Regions from separate parts of the Zea mays genome. Here region 2 is linked to region 1. The links are chromatin contacts, called in public Hi-C maps. All regions are on one chromosome and are shown on one strand. Each heading gives the region's core, a stretch centred on a gene start, on an enhancer-like site or on the middle of the called end of the contact. The rest is flanking DNA. Distances are from core to core; before and after follow the strand shown. Region 1 holds the start of LOC103653544 (protein MEI2-like 4). Region 2 holds the start of LOC100283091.

The links. Hi-C and Micro-C count contacts between places; a contact is called where the count stands out from the background.
Region 2: a Hi-C map of ear shows a contact between it and region 1, with 1.9 times the contacts expected there. The contact joins the promoter of LOC100283091 here to the promoter of LOC103653544 in region 1. A contact is called at or near these places in 3 of 25 Hi-C or Micro-C datasets (ear, leaf mesophyll and tassel).

The regions. Positions count from the first base shown.
Region 1 is chr4:99,148,151-99,151,502 of Zm-B73-REFERENCE-NAM-5.0, reverse strand. LOC103653544 (protein MEI2-like 4) reads left to right here and starts at 1,823. Exons shown (of 15, transcript NM_001329435.1): 1 at 1,823-2,256; 2 at 2,863-2,968; 3 at 3,145-3,187. The coding sequence starts at 2,864.
Region 2 is chr4:100,095,709-100,099,060 of Zm-B73-REFERENCE-NAM-5.0, reverse strand. It overlaps LOC100283091, which reads left to right and starts at 1,729. Exons shown (of 5, transcript NM_001412293.1): 1 at 1,729-2,392; 2 at 2,801-3,039. The coding sequence starts at 2,179.

The DNA of each region.
Region 1 (3,352 bases), core at 574-3,073:
TGAACTGTTCGGGTTTCCCCTGTGCGGCGTGATAACAGTTCATTGCAGCCAACCACAATATCATCTTACTACGTCATCTTTTGTAAAATGTCCTATCAAAAGGTTCACTTGGTTTTAAAGTAGCAACAAAACCACTAACAGAAAAATGCCTAATATCAGGTTTTTGGATTGTTAGAGAAATATGCATTTTCAGTTTTAATTTAATCCAGAAAATCACAGTGATGTATGTGATGACATGTATGTGCATATGTGTATCACTACTCACATAAGTTGTAAACAACAGTAAATTATACACAAATACTAAGAACAGAGTGTACCCTGTGGAGGGACCGATGTTGCAAGGCATCAGTGGCTCTATTCACACGAGACATCTCATGTGTATGTTCGATGTAGTCATACGCAGTCGATGTAGACAGATGTACGTAGTGCAGTCCCTCGAACGACGCCGGCGACGAGGAACTTGATCAGCGTTGATTCAGCGGACGAAGCGAGCAGTCGTGAGTACGCTCCCCAAAAACCTAATCGTCCGCACACCTGTGCAAGTAACAGACAGCGATTTCGGAGGCCTGCTCTCCCAAACTCTCTGTGCTCGCAGAAGGTGGGACGAGAATGGCTGTGTGCAACGCGTCTGAGACTCTACGTGCGTACTGTGAATAGAAGCAGCCTCCACTCCTCCATATAAGTACACGCGCAGAGGGAGGTGAACAGACAGTAACAGTCACCATCAGAGCTACCGTTATAGACAGCCAGAAATTGATACCATTAGTGACGTCCGTTACTAGCCGACAACCATTACAGCCCGTCCGTTATAGCCATAACACAGGAAACAACCAGTAACAGACGATAATAATGGACTGTCATTACTCTAGGCAAAATATGCAACCCTTAGGACGGAATATTCGGATCAAAGTCCGATCCACCACGGCCCCGCCGGCGGCGGCGCGCGCGCATGATAGTCCTTCATCATTTTCTCAGCTTTATCAATAGATGCACCAATGATACTTCTATTTAAGTTGATTGAATTGTCACTTGAACTTCCGGTATGGTACTAAAGTACTAGTACACTGTAGCATTAAAATGAGCCTTTAACATTAACTATTATTGAATATTAATTTGTGCCAGACCCACATTAATTCAACAGTCGTTGCAACTAGCCATTTTTGGATCCAAAAAATTTAAAAAAATTGCAAAAACCACAAATTTCACCCCAATCTCTTTAGAAATACCCTACGCGGATGGAGCTCGTTACACAAACCATTCCATTATGTTGTGCGATTTCTGAGCGTTCAAATAAACGTGCGTGAATTACTTAATTCTGAAATAAAAAAGCTATAGAGGCTGTAGTCTGCTACAATCTATGTACTAGAGCATTAGAGATGAAGTGAAGTCGAGAGCTGATATGATATGGACGAGAGGAGGATGCTGCACTAGAACGAGGCTAATCCAAGCAGTGAGTGAGAGGAGAACAATCTGGCGCAAGCAAGCAAGCAGCAAGGCTTGCCGCCCGTCCTAACCAACTCAGCCCAAAGCCGTCGCCTCCCCCAACTCCCACCACCCAAATTTGAACCCACCGCACACCAATGCACCGCTCTCTTCCGTCGATCCCACTGCAGTACTGGTCCCACCCCTGTATCAAGTCACTGACAAGACAGCCCGCCTAGAGTGGGCCACATCTCGTCAGTTTCAGGTGGTATGAACAAGCCCCAGGACAGCCGCGCGCGCCGCGGTCCCGTGCTCCGCGGTGGCAGTCACCGGGCGTAACCGCAGGGTACGGTATAAAGGGCGTGCCGCCCGTCTCTTGCCGCCCGCATTTGGGTAGGTAGTTGCTGTTCCCCTGCGAGGCCCGCGTCTCCCCTTCGTCTCAACACCCACCGCCTCCTCGCCGGAGCCAGTAAGCTTCCGGCGAAGAAATCCGGCGGGCACATCACAAGGGGGCCGAGCAGGGGGACCTAGGCGAGCGCCGGAATGGGGGCCAGCGCCCGGGGGCTCGCCGTCGTCGTGGCTCTAGGGTTAGATAGGTGTCCGTAGCTTTTTTCTTCGCTCGCCCTCCCCCACGCGGCCAGGGTGTGCAGCCCCGGCGTCGCATTGGGTCCCGGGACGACCGTAAGGCCGCGTGATCCACCCGTGCTCGAGCTCGGACAGGGTCCCGGTTGCGTGGCATGGGGGCATCTCTTCCGCCTGCTCCCGCTGCCTGCGAGTTTGGCACCGTTTTTGAGCTCTGAAGAGGAGGAGGTGGTGGCAGCAGGCACCGATCTGGTGAGCCCCCACTCGCTTTCCGTTCTCTACATGGATGGTTTCTGTTTGGGATGTTTCAATTTTGGGAAATTTTGAAAGCTCTCGTATAAGTCGTTTTGTTTCGTGGGTGTCCTTGCTTGCTGTATGTAACCTGAGCTTGAATTCGGGGTCTGACAATTATTTTGGGTTGTGTTCTGCCGGGAATTCCTCGTTTTATTTTGATGGTTTCTTTGATCACTAGGGACTTGCTGGTTTGGAGCTCGTAGAGCCCGAGGCGCATTAAATTTTACATCTTCTGTGCTGTCGTATTGGGGGAAATTAAACATTTCTCTCAAATTTGTGGGATTCGCACTCTGGTTTGTCAAACCTACTGGTTCTGATTCAGAAGTATTGACTTTGGAAGCTCACACGAGCTAAAATCCGCCTTTTTCTCTGCTGCCCTGTGGCTCGGTTGTCATGGATTGACAGATTTCTGCCCGTAAAATTGCTCCTATTCGTCATGTTAACCCCTCGACACTTCATCTTTTCCGCAAGTTTTATTAATTTTGCGTTGATCCTGGGCAATTGAGATACGGTGCTGTTGTCTAGGTTTGTGCCTAACACGTTATATGGTCTGGACGCCTGCAGGATGCCATTTCAAGTCATGGATCCGAGGCACCACCTCTCCCAGTTCACCAATACAACCGTAGCTGCGTCCTCCTTCTCTGAGGAGCAGCTTCGCCTTCCCACAGAGGTAATAATCTGCAGTTGCAGAATTGTTGCCCTATTTATTGTTTTCTGTTTTTGTTAGTTTATGATAAGGCTAGTGGTGTCTTTATTGTTTTAGTTCATGTTTGATACCTACCATGTTGTCACTCGATTTTCTGGATATCTATGACATGCACTAATTTTTTTAATCTATCTTTGCAGAGGCTGGTGGGTTTTTGGAAGCAGGAGTCGTTGCATCACATTGGTGAGTACTTAATTTGATTCAATACCCCTTAGCTTTTTGCTCATTTCCATGCAAAGAATGCTCTTTGGCTGCAAAAATCCACATGTTATTGCGGGGAAATTTTGTGCATTTAATAACATTTTATGCGTGACTAAGGGCTAGTTTGAATCCACTAGAGCTAATAAT
Region 2 (3,352 bases), core at 480-2,979, 950 kb before region 1:
AACTGCTTTGGATCTGAGTGCCCATCATACATGGGGAGCTGAGGTGGCTTGTATGATGGGGGCCATGGGGTAGCCTGCAGTTCTGCTGCCAAGGGAGAAGCATCATCAAAAGTAAAGACATCATGATTAAAATCATCATACCATCCATTCTCGTTGAATAAGCCTTCTTGACGAAGCTCCCTGTGTTGGATCCTTCGATCTTGTCCATCTTGAACAAGATGACACACTTCTTCTGTGGCTTCGTCGATCTTCCTTTGAAGATCAGCAAGTCGCACCATCTTCTCCTTCTTTCTTTGTCCTTGCTGATGGATGATCTCCATGTCCCTGATCTCTTGGTCCAACTCCTCCTCCTGGAGTGTTGGACTGGTGGCTTTCCTCTTCTGGCTTCGAGCCTCTCGAAGAGAAAGAGTTTTCTGGTTTGGGTCCAGTGGTTGCAGCGCAGCAGCCCCTGGCGCTGAAGCTTTCTTTGGTGGCATGACGAAGGTCAGTGCTTGTCGAAGGTGGTCGAAAAGGGTTCACCGGAGGTGGGCGCCAATGTTGGGGACTTGTTCTCAAATGCTATGAGTTAAGAACAAGGCAACATAAAATGTTAAAAGTTAATGTCCTTCGTCCTTCGAAGCATTATTTCTCTTAGGATATAATGATCTTCAGATGAAGGTCATGAAGGATATACCTTCATCATCGCGATATATGTTAATAAAAGGAGAAGCATATGAAATATAAGAGACAACATAAACGATTATATAACATTATCAATTCATTCTCATCTCATTATATTATCATGAAAAAGTAAAGACAATATTGAATGACATATGTACCTTCGACTTGACAGAAGGTAAAAGTACAAGCGTGACGCACGAGCAAGTACAGGTCAGCGTGAACAGTACGGGGGTACTGTTCATCTATTATAGGCACAGGACGCGGCCTGTGAGAAATTACATACATGCCCTTTACACTTATTATTGACTTATATACAATTCTATAAGGACTAGATAGCCTTTTCCCCTTTAAGTCGGTTCCTTTTTCCGCCATTTAGCCGAAGCTCCCTTGCGTGTAGCTTCGGAGCAATTCCAACCTTCGTCACGATCATGTTCTTTACATCGTTCATGCTTTTAGCCCGAGTCCGAAGGTACCTATTCATATGTCACACTTGAAAGATATTGTTAAATCACGTTTTTGAGGACCTTCGGAGGACGAAGCCCCCAACAAATATAATGAGGATGAATTGATAATGTTATGTGATCGTTCATGTTGTCTTTTATGTTTCATATACTTCTTCACTTATTAACACATACTACGATGATGAAAGTATGCCCTTCATGACCTTCGTCTGAAAATCATTATATCCTAAATGAGATAATGTTTCGAAGGACGAAGGACATTAACATTTAACATTCTGGGTTGTCTTGTTCTTAATTCATAGCATTTGAAAACAAGTCCCAAACAAATCCAACACCAAATTAACATAATTTATTATGTACTAGTTCATTCAACATAAGTGAAGACTTTGTTTTCTTGACAAATGTAGCCCAATCGAGCTAATGATCTGGTTTGATCTCGGTTCATTAATAAATTGAGCTTAGATGTTAGTTTAGCTTGTGACAAAATTGAAACAAGTTGAGCCGAAATGACCATACATATATTTTAGAGTGTTGATTTAAGATTATAACATACCTAGATTATATAATCCAATAAATTTTAAACTAATACTTAATTCAAAATTTATTAAATTAGGTAATCTAGACAGATTATAACAAACACCCTCCTTGTCCCGCCCCATAAAAAATGGTTAACAAAGTGAAGTACGTATCCCGCACCCCAGTCTGAACACGGGCAAAACCGCGTGTTGGACGGCTGCCTTGCCCCTCCCCGCGCCGCGAATACACTCGAGGGCCAGCCGAGCCCAGTGCCCGAGTCCACCTTCCCTGAATTCCTGTTCGCTACCTTCGCTTCCGCTCCAAAAACCAAATAAAAAACGCACCTTTCCTTCCCTTCTCCTCCCCTTCGCTTTCCCCCGTCCTCCCTTCCCTCGATCCCCTCGCCGGAAAAGATCCCATTCCATCCACCTCCACGTCCCGGCGCAATCAGAGTTTCCGGCGGCAAAGCAGGAAGGCGGAAGCGAAAGGAATGTTGCACCTTTAAGTAGCGCGGCGACCTGGTGTTTCTTCCTGGCCGGCGATGGGCTGCTTCCCGTGCTTCGACTCCCCGGCAGATGAGCAGCTTAACCCCAAATTCGGTGGCGCCGGTGGGTACGGCGGCACGTCCTCTGCCGTCGCGGCGTACGGAAACGGCACAGGCGCCGGCGTCAGCATCGGCCGGCACGGGGACAGGGGGTACCCGGACCTGCAGCAGGCGCCCATGGCGGCTCCGCGCGTCGAGAAGCTCTCAGCAGGTGCGCGACGTGCTCCGCGCTGAGCTACGTGTTCCACGGTTTGGGGTGGGTGGGTGGACTGGATCCCGGCAAGGTGGTTGATCTCCCGCGTGGTGGTTCAACCGCACCGGGCCTGCCTGATCTGATTTAGTAGTGCTCCGTGTAGCTTGTGGCCATCTTTGCGTGTTGAATTAGCGTCAGGTTCTCGATAGGTAAAGGGAAAAGAAGTAGGAACTTTCTATTGTTAGTTATTGCAAATTAGGTTCATTTACTACCTTAGGCCTCGGAGAGATGTAAAGGTTGTGGGGTGATAAACTCGTGGACTGATGCAACCAGGACATGCTATTTTGAATAGTGATTCTCTTTTGTCTGAGTCGGACTGCTGATGAGCTTACTGAATCTACCTCTTGTACTTGTCTATGTGTGCAGCGGCTGAGAAAGCAAGAGTAAAGAGCAATGGGCTCACCAAAGAGGCTTTGGTGCCAAAGGATGCCAATGGCAATGCCATCTCAGCGCAAACTTTCACCTTCCGTGAGCTTGCTACCGCCACCAGGAACTTCAGGCCCGAGTGCTTCCTGGGAGAGGGAGGTTTTGGACGTGTTTACAAGGGCCGCCTTGAGAGCACAGGCCAGGTAACTTTTGAGTTCAGCAGGTGCGACCTATCTGCGGTGAGATAATAGTGCTATTAGCAAATTGCACTGTTGTAGAATTGGGACTTTGTTTTACCCACAGATTTCATGTAGTCCATGTTTGAAATAGTAGCTGTTCAGTGTAGAGCTGTTTTGCTTTATTTTTGTCTTTTGACAGTAGACTAGAAGATTTGGCACTGCTAGTTTTAGTATCTGTTCAATGGAGCTTGCATACCTTATGTTTTTGTCGTTTGCTAGTTTACTGAAAGCAGTCCATGTTAAAGCTGTCCAAATGTTTCATACCTTAGACTGTCTCCAGCAACGTCCTCTATATACATCCTCTATATCCGTC